Regions from separate parts of the Bombyx mori genome. Here regions 1 and 3 are each linked to region 2. A link is a contact called in public Hi-C data. All regions are on one chromosome and are shown on one strand. The core of a region is the stretch at or near the end of the contact, and the rest is flanking DNA. Distances in the headings are between cores, read along the strand shown.

Region 1 (4,620 bases), core at 1,614-4,113, 120 kb before region 2:
AATAGACAATTGTGTAAACAAAACCGATAAGTTCCATACGGCGTTTGTTTACATGACATTGTAGAAAAGTGGAGAAGTAACACAATTTTCGGCGGACCTGCCTACTGTTATTTTTCAATACATTGTTGTTTCAACCTTTACTGTTATTTCAGATGATTCGAAGGTTGAACATTGTTTTAAGAGTATTGATCGCGCTTAGTGACTGAAACGCATTGATTTCAATAAATTGGATAAAGGTAGGTTTTTATTGAATGTTCATTTCTGAGAAGTTGAGTTTGTACAGAAAAAATGAATTTTAACCAATTATATAGTGTTCGTCAGCATACAGGATCGCTCTACCAATCATCAACGTGAATAATGTGAATTTCAAAGATGTTCGCAACAAACAATATTTTATGTAACTTTTTGAAAATGATACATTCACATTCAGGCTAATTTTATTGTACCCACTTAGAAGATTAAATCTGGGAGTTTTATAATAGGGAAAGAAAAATACGCAAAATACCATCATTATTGAATCAATTTTATTCTTTCATTTTGATTAAATACAGTTCGGTTGTATCAAAAATTTTCATTACAAAAATTATGAATACTTTTTAATTAAAAAAAATTAAACATATACATATATACGTATATATTTAATATTCACATTACGGTATCAGTTCATTCATTTAAATCTATCGGCACATTATAAACACGCTTATAAATTAACAATTACATACATAAATAAGATTAACACGTAAGTACTAAAAGTCTTTCTTGGCTAAAATTGTGGCACCAACAGTGCCAACTAATAATACTATGAGATTAAAAACTAAAAAGTTGAAAGCGATTAATACGAAAGTTAATCGATCCGCATAGAAAATAAATCAGTTTCAAACACTGTCAAGAGTAGAAAGAATTCAAAAAAATAATAAAAATAATATATCCATAAATTAATAACGAAAGTCAAAGTCACGAATAAATTAAGATTAACAAAAAGCTACTATGTAGACAATATAGTCAAAAGAATAGTTAAGTACAAAGGAACTGAACAGGAAGGCTTAAAACTATAAAAAAAAAAAACAATAAATTAATCAATCACTATCTACAGAATACTAAATATCACAGAGAAAGTACCCAATACTTAATCAACAAAACGTTGTTTCGTCAAGCACTTGAAACAATCACTCGCGCGTAGAGAGCATACGTATAACAGTAACAATAATAAATAAGTACAAAAGGGACAAATATCATTCAATAAATAATATCCTATGATCCGATCAACTGGCGGGCGTTTTCTTCGCTTTCGACATCCTCGATTCTTTCTTCTCCTTTAGTTTGGCCTCGTAGGCGGTGCATTGCATTTTGTCGTTTATCACCTTTTTGCCAAACGGACATCTGAATTCTAGATACCAGTTGTTAAGCAAGTTACCGTATGCCCTAAACGCTATGTAATCCTGTTTGAGACACTGCGGCGCGTCGACTTTTAAGCTCAGCATGTCGATGTTCTTGTTTGGGCCCACATTCGGTACCGGCACGCGGGTCCTCATCATGTTCTCTCTGATCTCCAATATTGTGCTCTCGAGCCTGTTGAGGGTCTTCGTTAAGAGATCCTGACGTGTTTTGTTGTAGACGTAGAACGGGTCGTCCACGAAATTAACCTCGACCTGGCTCAGGTGTTTGAAGATGCTTTGGAACTCCACTAGAGACTTGTACAGCTTCGGCATCAGATATGTAAACTGAAACAATGAAAACGTCCGTTAGATATCTACGTATAATAAATGAAAAATTGCGAGTCTACCATTATTTTATTTATTTTTATTTTATTTATTGGGTACCAACATGTTATACATTAGCACAGAGCATTACAGGTATCACATACATTGATTTCACACTAAATGCTAACACAATTACAGGTACTGCATGCATTGATAAAAAATAATTATTAATGAAATAGATTGTTCGAAAAATACAACGCATGCTACAAATGTTTGGTTCGTAGGAACATTTAAGATTGCAGAAGAAGATTTTAAAGTTAAGAAGTTTCGTTTCCAATTTGAAGATTCGATGAATAGTTTTAATGGCAGAAAGCCTTTTTTTTTGTGTGATTCGCCGAACAATTATTTCGAGAACACTTTTGTGATTGTTAAGTTAATGTAGGAGATTAAAGCTATGCGTCATTTTATTATAAATATAGTATGTGCAGTTTATTGGGACCGGATTCGTGTCGAGGTTACGCGTTTGTGATCGACGCAATTATATTGTTCACACTAGCACTTCGAAATTTACATTCCGTTCATCAAAGCTATTGAATAAAAGCATTCGTCGCGGAGATTGAGACTAAGGCGTAAACATGATGATTTGCCACCACGAAAATGAAAATTAATCGAAACATTTGAAGTTGTGAAACACAAAAAATAAACGCAGGATTTACCTGTAAAAGAATCTTCAATCGCAATAAATATCTTTTAAAAAGAAAAAAAACTAAACAAAATGAAGCTATCTAAAACTAAAAGGAAAATTTGTTTATCTTTTTGTCCGTTGTTTAAATTGTGAAAGATTTTTGCATTCAATAAATCATCAGACAATGAACATTCGCTTTTTCGTTTTTGAATTCCGCAGCTGTCTTCGTGTAATATTAATTTTTATTTTTATTTTATTTGACATAGATTGATCATTTCATGTTTTGGGGCCAATGTTTTTTTTTTTTAATTTAATAGTACTGATGTTTCGTACACTTAATGTGTAAAAATAGGACGATTTCCTATGAAAACTATTTATATAGTTCAATAAATTTGTTTAAAATACACAAAGTTTTATCTCGTAGGTATAAAGGTAGGCAGAATCAAGACGACTTGTTCACCTCGCAACTCGAGCGATAACTCGTATTATTGTCTGATAAATAATTATTTCTGTACTAAGCGTCGACGTTTCCTATGACTATGCGAGCTTCATAAAACAAATAAATGCAAATTAAATTTAATTCGCTCCAATTAATACGTGGATTTCTGCTCACTTTATGACGTGTCTAACAATGACTGTGAGTAACCAATATAACGGGCAGTTAATGAGCGATTATTAAAGTGGTTAATGAATGAATACGTCTCGTCCGCGAACCGTTCCCGGAATTATCCTCGAACTGGAATCGATCTCCGTCGAACTGTGTCATCGGTCACTTCCTTCCCATTAATGAATGTAAGTGATTCACCCCGCCAGCTGTTTGTTATTGAACTTGATACCGTTTAATTGTGTTTACGGGAAAATTTTGATTACAAACTACACTCCGATATCGGGAGTTTAATAAAATTTCTATATCCTAGGTTTAGTTAAACTAAAATAGTATTTACAAGGAAAAAAAATAATTCAACTTTCATAGGCGTGTTTACGATAAACAAAATAATCGCTAAGTTTTCACGGTACTTAAAACAGCTTGGCACGTATAGTTTCCCGTTCATTGTCGTGGTATAGTCGCGTTGATAAAGCGCTGGCTAGCTGGCGAATGTGGTCGTGTATTCAAGTCCGAAGACCGGACAATAAGTCGTAGTTTCGAGCTAAAGAGGCGAGTCTAACCGACGGACGTGTCGCAGACAAACGCACAGCCGCGGAATCATAAATCCACATTCGTCTCACTTCAGCAAATACTGTGTTTTTAAACATTTCGTGTTGTTTTGTCAAATCGTAAATACTGAACAAACAAACGGTCGAAGCGACATACGCGTGTCGCCGTGAAAGCGTGCCGCCGTCGGACTTGTGGAATTTATGCCCTTTATTCGAAACTCACTGAAATGTGCACTGCATAATACATTTATTAAATCCAATCCATTGACTAACACCTATTGGCTAATAGTATCTGTGAAATTAACCAATTTAAACTTAAATGTGTAACTGTATATATAATTATTCTCGTAATAAAAAAACTTTAAGAAGTTTATCCACAATAAGCTTTCGTCAAGCCCTTTATTTTAACATCTCATTTGAACAGTATTTAATTTTTAAATCGTTCGTGTGTCAACTAAAGCCGGACCGAAGCCGAGATCACTTGAATTCTAACGCTTTCCTTTGCCCAATGTTTAAATATTTGAATTCGTTAAGTGGCCGTACATTGACGAACTGATGAGCCATACGCTAGATGTATTCAATATTCAGAGCTTCGAAGGCTGCGCTGTCCGCGTTGCTCATGTTTAGAGATCGTGTTTTCTGTGGCCCGCGCTCACGAAGTGTCACCCTAGTGTGTAGGGATATTGACGTTTCGAATACTCACACTCTCATTGTCTCGTGGCGCATTAACTTTTGTGTACTAATTAGTGGGCGACCAATATGAATACATAATAGAAAGTCACGATGACCAGATGTGTGTTCGGTAAACAATAAAAAGAGCTTACACGCCGAACTTTAAATATCGGCTGTGTGTTTTCAATATTTTACTCGGTGAACTAGCTCAGCGCGCGGAGAACGAATACGATTATTAACATAATCGTTATGAGGCTTGCGAGTATTAATCTATAACATTAAATGGTACGTTTCAATATCGCGTGTGAGGCGAAATCGCGTGGTGTCAATCTATGCAAATTTCCTCGAAGCGTTTTACCGGCTCATTGGAGCTGCTCTGTTCCCATAAAGACTAACCATAATCCTCTG
Region 2 (4,460 bases), core at 649-3,148:
TGTCACATTAATAGTTAAAAAAATAGTAAACGTCTTAAAATAATCTGGAAACAGGGGATAAAAGGTACTAATCTGATTTGTTTTTATCTAGCAATACCCAATTGCATATTTGTATAAATATTGAAATCGAAAAAAAAATTAATTAAACTAATAAAAATATTTTAATGTGAAATCGATTGTCACATTAATAGTTAAAAAAATAGAAAATGGTTTAAAATAATCTGGAAAGAGGAGAGAAAAAGCTACTAAGCTGATATGTGTTTATCTAGTAATACCCAATTGCATATTTGTATAAATATTGAAATCGAAAAAAAAAATTAATTAAACTAATAAAATTATTTTAACGTGAAGTATCAATACATTCTGATTTGAAGCGGGAATAGCGCGTCGTGTTTAAACAAACGAGTATAAATTAGTGAGTCGGTGCTGGCCTCGCAACAAAACTACACACCGGCGAATATCTGTCCAAACATCTAAATGGAACATTTCTATTTTACGATACGATTTGGAATGGAGAATGGAAAGTCGTGTCACATACACCCCGTGTCGAATTTTTGAGTAATGATTGACAGTATTAGTTTTTATTACGCTGATTTTTATTTTGTTTGGAATCTCTTGGAATTGGAATTAGACAATCAATAGTTTTCTTGATTTTTGTCAGATTGATTATACTAAACTCCTTGACCTTATATCACATCATTTGTGGTCGGTGCAGCATATCCTCTTGTCATGTGTCTGTATACGGATTTAGCAAAAGTTTTACCATCCCGGCCTTTTACAGCCACCTGCCTTACATTATCTGACTTTGGATTATATACTAGTATATCCATTGCAACGTACATTAGAGGGTTTTTGGTTTCTTCACTTCATTAGTTTTTGGCTCTGTGATTAACCTCTAAGCTATAACTTTTATATTTTGTTTTTACAACGATATAGTTTTACTTTATACAGTTGGCATATTTACAATACCGCTTAAAAACAAACATGCAGTATGGTTTTGAATGCTTATAGAGTCAAGTTTATTTAAATTTCAACACTTATACGACCTAATCGGCTATTATAAAACGGATGAAATTCACAGACGCCGCCGTAGCACCCGCTAGGCGCCGCTCGGTAACCGAATGTAGTCGTTTTTTCCCAAACTCCTTGTCTTTTTTCAGTCTTTTGGGGGTCTACAGGCTTATTTTTTTTAATGAATCGGTGTTAACCTTCACAAGGAACGACTAACAGGGTGCCGATTTAAGATAAACGATTTCGATTTGTTTTTTTAATATTTTTTTTATATTACAATGGTGAAAATGACAGGATATTCGCCGCGCTTCTTCGGTTCAGTCGTCGGATAACGATCAGTGGACTTGATCCTTTCATTTAAATTCGTTTTATGTTTGGACAGCGTAAAATTAGACTGGTGATTATGAATAAGGCATTGAGGAGTATGGGATTGTGAGTAATATTAGCATGTTTAGTTTGTTGATTACGTCTATTATGTGACTTTTATTTTATTATCGGCTTACGTGTAGAAATTATTGTTCAAAATTCGTTCTTTTTTTCATGCCTTTGCCCCACTATGTGGGGTCCACGTGGCATGTCTTTATTTTCCCATTCGGGTCTATCGCACGGCACTTCTGCACTCACATTCTTCTCTCGAATATCCTCTTTCATACAGTCCATCCGAATATTTTTAGGACATCTCATCCTCACATTAATACCTTCTTTCATAACCAGCTTCAGACTTTTCCCCTACCTATTCGCTGGTAGCCTAAGAGGCTATTTCAGCTACGCCCGGACAGAAGGTGAGCTCACGGGCTCATCATCATTGTCATCATCATCAACAGCCCACAGTCGTCCACTGCTGGACACAGGCCTCTCCCAATCCACACCACTGAGCCCGGTTTGTGGCTCTCCTCATCCACTTCTTGCCGGCCGCCGTGCGGAGGTCATCGCACCACCTAGCCACGGGCTCAACCTGAGAGAATTTGCTAACAAGATCCCTAGCCTTAACAAGAGCAGTGCTTCATAGAATCTACCACCGGATCGGAATCCCGACCCACTGAGCCTTCGGACCATTGATCAAAATTAGTTATGCTTCTATTTTCAATCTATGCACTATCGGCAAATACTTTAAGCACTCTGAGTATTATTAGTAACTGTATTGTTATTTCAAATGTAAATTTCCGGTCGGTATTCGTATCGATTAAAAGTTATCAAATGTATGTATGAGCTTGTTTTGTAAGAAATTCGTGCAATTGTCGTTTTTAATTGCAGTAAAGTATTTTGTTATAACAAAAACTAATAGCCGTATACTTGTAACGCCATCTGTGGTTTATACACCAAAGCTAGCCCCAAATACTCGATAATTTACAAAAATATTCAGTGACATTGAATGGGGAACAAACATAAAATATGTTTTAATGATCATGATTACAATGAAAAACTATCATCGTTTTTCGATTTAGATCACTAGTATTAGCTACTCGACAACAGATGGCAGTCAAAACATTTACGAATTGAAATTACACAATATAATATAATCGTAGTAATAAATACACTATAGACTGACAAACGTATCCAATGAATATTATAGGCAATCACAAAAAGATGCAATCTTTATATTTGTAACTAACTATATTAGCATTCGATTATAATGAGTTTCAGTTCCAATTCTAACAAGACTCTTGACGTCAATCTAGATCACTGGATGTGATTTGAAGTCGCTACTTGACAGCAATTATAAATTATCGATGTTACTAAAGTGATGGCTATCCAGCGCTTTTTTTCAACCTTCAGACAGCAATTTAACGAAATTAATTTATTAATTAAAATTAATTAAAAAATTAATTTATTAATTAAAATTAATTAAAAAATTAATTTAAAAATTAAATTTGTCCAGTTTCGGAGTCATTTGGAAGGCAAAGCCAAGTTGGCGTCCAAAATGCTGGGAGTCCTCAACAGAGCGAAGCGGTACTTCACGCCTGGACAAAGGCTTTTGCTTTATAAAGCACAAGTCCGGCCTCGCGTGGAGTACTGCTCCCATCTCTGGGCCGGGGCTCCCAAATACCAGCTTCTTCCATTTGACTCCATACAGAGGAGGGCCGTTCGGATTGTCGATAATCCCGGTCTCACGGATCGTTTGGAACCTCTGGGTCTGCGGAGGGACTTCGGTTCCCTCTGTATTTTGTACCGTATGTTCCATGGGGAGTGCTCTGAGGAATTGTTCGAGATGATACCGGCATCTCGTTTTTACCATCGCACCGCCCGCCACCGGAGTAGAGTTCATCCATACTACCTGGAGCCACTGCGGTCATCCACAGTGCGTTTCCAGAGGTCTTTTTTGCCACGTACCATCCGGCTATGGAATGAGCTCCCCTCCACGGTGTTTCCCGAGCGCTATGACATGTCCTTCTTCAAACGAGGCTTGTGGAGAGTATTAAGCGGTAGGCAGCGGCTTGGCTCTGCCCCTGGCATTGCTGAAGTCCATGGGCGACGGTAACCACTCACCATCAGGTGGGCCGTATGCTCGTCTGCCTACAAGGGCAATAAATAAATAAAAAAAAATAAATAAATAAAAAAAAGTTAAATTTTTCAAAAAATAACTTTACGAAGTAAATAGAGTAGTGATATTGTGGTGAAACGAGAATTTGTTTTTGTTTTGTTTTTTTGTTTCATTTAATTTAATTAATTTAATTTTTTTATTTTTAAATTAATTTAATTTAATTTTGTTTTATTTATTTATTTGAATCAATTGAATCGAAAAAAGAATATGTGAGAAAATAATAATAATAAACTAACGAAATCTTCAATAAAAAATTATATTTTGCATTTAAATCTTGGACCTAATTATTAGCATCGAGATTTGTTATTATAAAACAGTTAGGTACATTAAATTATTCAAATATTTTATGATAGCCCTCCTAGGTCGAATAACGGATGAGCCATTAAAAGAGCAACTTTACGTGCTCGAGGACAAACCTCGGTAACAGTCATTAATCTAATAACTTAAACTTAATACAAACATTCTGTTCGGCATGTGTCTACATTATAATAACATACAATCTGTTAGAACCATTAGAAAATGTGTAGATAAGTTTTTTCGGCAATTATATTGATACTTAAAAGTAAAGAGCATGTACTCGAATATCTTAAACCATCAAGAAAGACCTGAAGTCGGCATCGGAACGGTACTTCGACAAGATCATGCCTTATCATAATCGCCTCATTGTTGCTACCGCTGATGACTTCCCGACCCCGGTCAAGCTAGCCTACCTAGGTACTTTCGATGCCTTACACACATCTTTACGGAACCATCCGATATATGGTCCGACCCTTAACTCTATTATTAGGCCCCTGTACCTATAGCACTAGGAGCAGGCATAGGTACTTGTAATTATACTCTTAACCTTCACCTGTAACCTGTAACTTTATCCATAGATCAGCTCGCTGAGTTTCTCGCCAGACCTTCT
Region 3 (4,400 bases), core at 1,714-4,213, 81 kb after region 2:
AACAATAAATGTTAGGGGTGGACAACCCTTATTACTTAGGGGTATGAAAAATAGATAGTAGTCGATTCTCAGACCTACTGAACATGCAAATAAAATTTCATAAAAATCGGTCAAACCGTTTCAGAGGAGTATGGTAACTAGCATTGTGACACGAGAATTTTATATATAAGATTTCAATTCTTGAAAACGGTTTTTTTAATGCTTACGGTCAGTCATCATCATTTCAAATGGTCCCAACAGTTTTTCACGGAACGCAATTTAAGTCATTCCTACGTACAACGCGTGAATCACAGAACGTTAACATATACAAATGTATACAATTAAAAGCCCATAGGATCTCTGTACTTTGAATCCGCTCCAACTGTTAAACTTTGAACGTATTGATTGCACATAAACTGCGTCTATAGCCTCACTCACCATTATAATTAATGGGAAACTTATTGAGGTTATACAGTTTAGTCATAATGCTAATTATTTTTCCATTCATAATAGAAGTTATAAGGAAAACAGGAATTGATCATTTTAAGGCCAGCTTGATTATTATAAACAAATAATAAAATCGTGTAACTCAGTCCTGAAAAGTAAAGATGTGGAAGAACAAAAAAAACGAAAAAAATTAAATAAAAATAAAAATTTGATATTTGCGTTTTGGCAGCGGCTTAGCTATACCCATGACATTGGTGATTTCCATGAGCGACGGTGACCATCAGGTGGATCGTGTGCTCGTCTGCTTAAAAGGGCAATTTTTTTATTTATTTTGATTTTGACTTTTTATCATCTTTAGTTACATGCCTAGTTGCTCAGAGATCAGTCAAGGGTGGTATTGGAAATATTTGGCAGATGCATTCCTATGCTTAACAATGCTCCTCCTTGCATGGAATTCCTAAAAGTTGTGGGGACGTGACTCTTCTCTATTACTTTCGCTCGAACGATTTTTCGCCATCTGTTTCTGTATCTTGGACTCAACAGCGGTGCGGATTTGGTCAGACCAAAGTATTGGCACGCGCCCCAGATAACTTTTTCCATCCACTTTACCGGTGTAAATTAATAATATATAAGGTTTAATTATTTTTCTTCGTTTAGAATTCTTACAACCGGAGCGTATTCCCTAAGCGTACCCCATCACGTCTATTCTTGTCGGTAATCAGTCATATGTTCCAGACAGAAAGTAATACAACCGCTGTATCAATGCTGATCCACATGTTCCAGACAGAATGGTAGGTAGTACAACCGCTGTATCAATGCTGATCCACATGTTCCAGACAGAATGGTAGGTAGTACAACCGCGGTATCAATGCTGATCCACATGTTCCAGACAGAATGGTAGGTAGTACAACCGCGGTATCAATGCTGTGTATGGTATTGAGACTTCAATTTATATTTTTTTGGTAAGCAATAGCATTAGAATTATTATGTTATTTTTAATGCTTAGATCCGTGAACGAGCTCACGGTTCAACCGGTGTTAAGTGGTTACCGAAACCCATAGGCATCAAAAACTTCAATCCCGCCTCCCACTGTGGGACATTTTATAGTAGTTAGTTAGTTTAGTTTTATAGTACAACGATTGGCCCACCCTTCAAAACGAAACGCATTACTGCTTCACGACAGAAAAAGACACGGCGGTGATACCTACCGGTGCGGACTCACAAGAGGTTCTACCACCAGTAATTATACAAATTATAATTTTACGGGTTTGATTTTTATTATACGGTGTTATTCCTATACCGTGGAAGTCAATAGTGAAGATAACTTGAGTATGTAGTTCATTAGAATAATTGGTACCTGCCTGCGGTATAAAATTGGTACATAAAAAAACCTAATATAGAAAAATAAAAAAATATGTATATATGTGCATAATTATAACATAATCTGTAATATCCACCTACGTTGTATTTTTCGAGTTTCGTGCGTTTCGGAAACCATTCGATCGAGGGTGGACAGTGAAACCTACACCACATCAACAGAAATACAAAAAAAATTCTAAGAATAGGAAACTACGTCACAGCTCAGACATGTAAACCTTTAGGAAATTTTCTATCCTGACTCCCAAGAAGGAATCATCGAGTAATTTTCTGACGGCAAAACACTGACTGAGAAACCTGCTATTGTATTATTCCATTACGTTCTAAATGCAAATTTAATTCTTTATAGTGAATGGATTTGTGAGTCATTCATTTTCACCGCTCCGTGAATGGAAAAGAACGACATTTTTTTTCCATTTGTGTTAAATTTTTTAATTAAATTTTCCGCGCTCGTGTCTCTGAAGTTAGGCAAGATATATCTATAAGTTTTCAGTATCGTTGGCCCAAACTTCGCATCGTGAATCTATTTCGCCATGAAGTTGAATTAAAAGAAATTGGGCATTTTTGAACTTATATCTTATTGGAACCGTACTTACTTTGTTCAGAAAATAGAAGAAATACAACACGCAACCACTGCATAAGTAGTATGGAACATTAATTATCTCACTACTATAAGGATGGTACTTCATATGTGTATTAACTTTTATCCTCATGTTGGTAAGTCAATGACCCATTATAATGACGAGGAAATTGTAATTAGCTGTGTCTATTTTTGTTCAAGGTCAACGTTAATTATTGTTTTTTTGTTTCGTTTTCGGACTTGAATAAGTATACAGAGATTGTCTTTATAAACAATAAAGACACATTAACGTTCTATATTGACTAAAACGACAATGTGAACACGGGCCATAAACCACCGACATTGAAATTTTCAAACGTTCTGTTCACACACAAAAAAAAAAAACAAGCAACGAAAATGTTTTATTTTTCTTTAAAAAAAAAAAAAAAAGCTGTCACGAATAACATAATCATTAACACATAACATAAATAAAAACGTAATTATGTAACATCGGACCGCATAATCGAAACATTATAATAACGTTTCGTTTACCGCATGCGGTGACCTTGATTTCGCGAGCAGCGTGTCGCTATTACGTAAAGCTACGTCACTGACTTATGTCACGGATGGCTACGTCTAGTTTGACGTCACGGCGACACACTCGCGCCGTGCGGGATTTTACCGAATTAAATCGCATTCAATTCTGTGTTTTTTTTGTTGTTTGTTTCCGTGGCGTAGATGCACGAACGAACTAATCGCACATCTGACGTTAAGTGATTACCGTATCTATTGTGTATACAAAAAAAACTCACTGATTGAGACAGAATTATTCAGTACGGAATTTCATGGACGTAAACAAACGCGAAAAAATTTGTTAGTTCTCAGAGAAATTTAAGGTAGCTAAAACGATGATTTAATTATTTCATGGTCTTTCCCATTTTTGTTAATAAGTATCAATATTAAGTAGCGTTTTATTTGTTCATAAATCAAGATAAAATAGGTAAAAGGCTGCTTGAAAAATTAGATATTTTTAATATATTTCTTAAAATTTGAATTAGTAAGAATATATATTGAAACTCATCACACGATACGTATTTCAAATACGTCGTATTACACAGTAACATTTATAAAATTTAACTCACTTTACCACTGATTCCTCATTTTCCGTCGTTTTATTTTTTTGTTCTCAATGTACGCTGCGACTAGAAGTTCATAAACTGGTGTGCCAACCTCATGCTTAATGTTGCAAAATGATCATTGTCAAGTTGGTCATTCATTTACGTGCCGAATCAAACTATGACATGGTGACAATTTCTATCTACATCTCCTTATGAAGCAAATTATTCTTTAATATTTTAGTGTCTCATTTACTCGCTTAATAAATGTCAGATACATTATGCACACCATGAAATATAGCATTTAATAAAAAACTAAAAATAAATCGTAATAAACTTAAAAATTAAGATCTCAAATTAAATGCTTCCATTACAGCGCCATCTATAGTCGAGTAGCTTAACTATTTGAAAGATTGTAAAATTCTTAGCAACCGTGCTGTCTAGCGCCATCTATACGTAATTATTTCAGCTCAATGTGTTTAGTCCCGTTAGTTTTCTGTTTTTAAATTTGAAAAATATTTATTAACAGCAAGACTTTCTTCCTGCCTAATGCTAATAGCCTTTAGAGGCTATTTCAGTTTCACTTTAACCTGTAGGTGACCTCACGGGGCTCAAATCCGAAGTGTTGCTAACACTGGCAGCAGGAGCAGTGCTTCGCAGAACCTACTACCGAATCGGAAACGCGACCCACTGAGAAGATCCAGCGAGAAACTCTGGGCTCTGTCTATAGGTTAAGCTAATAAATCACAACAGAATTAAGTAAACTATAACTTTCCGTCTGGTTCAAGCGTAGTTTGTTACAATTATTATTTTATTATTATTATCATACCTTTTCTTAGGTTTTTGCAAGTCGCGGAAAAAAATTCAAATGTCAACGTATAACACCTTAGTCTACTGGTAAAACGTCTTGTGAGTTTCCACGG

The links. Hi-C and Micro-C count contacts between places; a contact is called where the count stands out from the background.
Region 1: a contact with region 2 is called in a Hi-C map of whole pupa, with 2.4 times the contacts expected there. The contact joins two enhancer-like sites. A contact is called at or near these places in 4 of 7 Hi-C or Micro-C datasets (middle silk gland, posterior silk gland and whole pupa).
Region 3: a contact with region 2 is called in a Hi-C map of posterior silk gland, with 2.2 times the contacts expected there. The contact joins two enhancer-like sites. A contact is called at or near these places in 4 of 7 Hi-C or Micro-C datasets (middle silk gland, posterior silk gland and whole pupa).

The regions. Positions count from the first base shown.
Region 1 is chr23:11,513,153-11,517,772 of ASM3026992v2, forward strand. LOC101738909 reads right to left here. Exons shown (of 3, transcript XM_012695866.4): 3 at 503-1,721. The coding sequence ends at 1,263. Among protein-coding and RNA genes, the nearest start is that of LOC101738769, 7.9 kb to the left of the region's middle. Within about 2 kb of position 2,864, at least 2 of the 8 cell types and tissues checked have open chromatin away from gene starts, as enhancers often do.
Region 2 is chr23:11,629,518-11,633,977 of ASM3026992v2, forward strand. No RefSeq gene overlaps it. Among protein-coding and RNA genes, the nearest start is that of LOC101739051, 92 kb to the right of the region's middle. Within about 2 kb of position 1,899, at least 2 of the 8 cell types and tissues checked have open chromatin away from gene starts, as enhancers often do.
Region 3 is chr23:11,708,973-11,713,372 of ASM3026992v2, forward strand. The region is part of intron 1 of LOC101739051; the gene reads right to left. Among protein-coding and RNA genes, the nearest start is that of LOC101739051, 13 kb to the right of the region's middle. Within about 2 kb of position 2,964, at least 7 of the 8 cell types and tissues checked have open chromatin away from gene starts, as enhancers often do.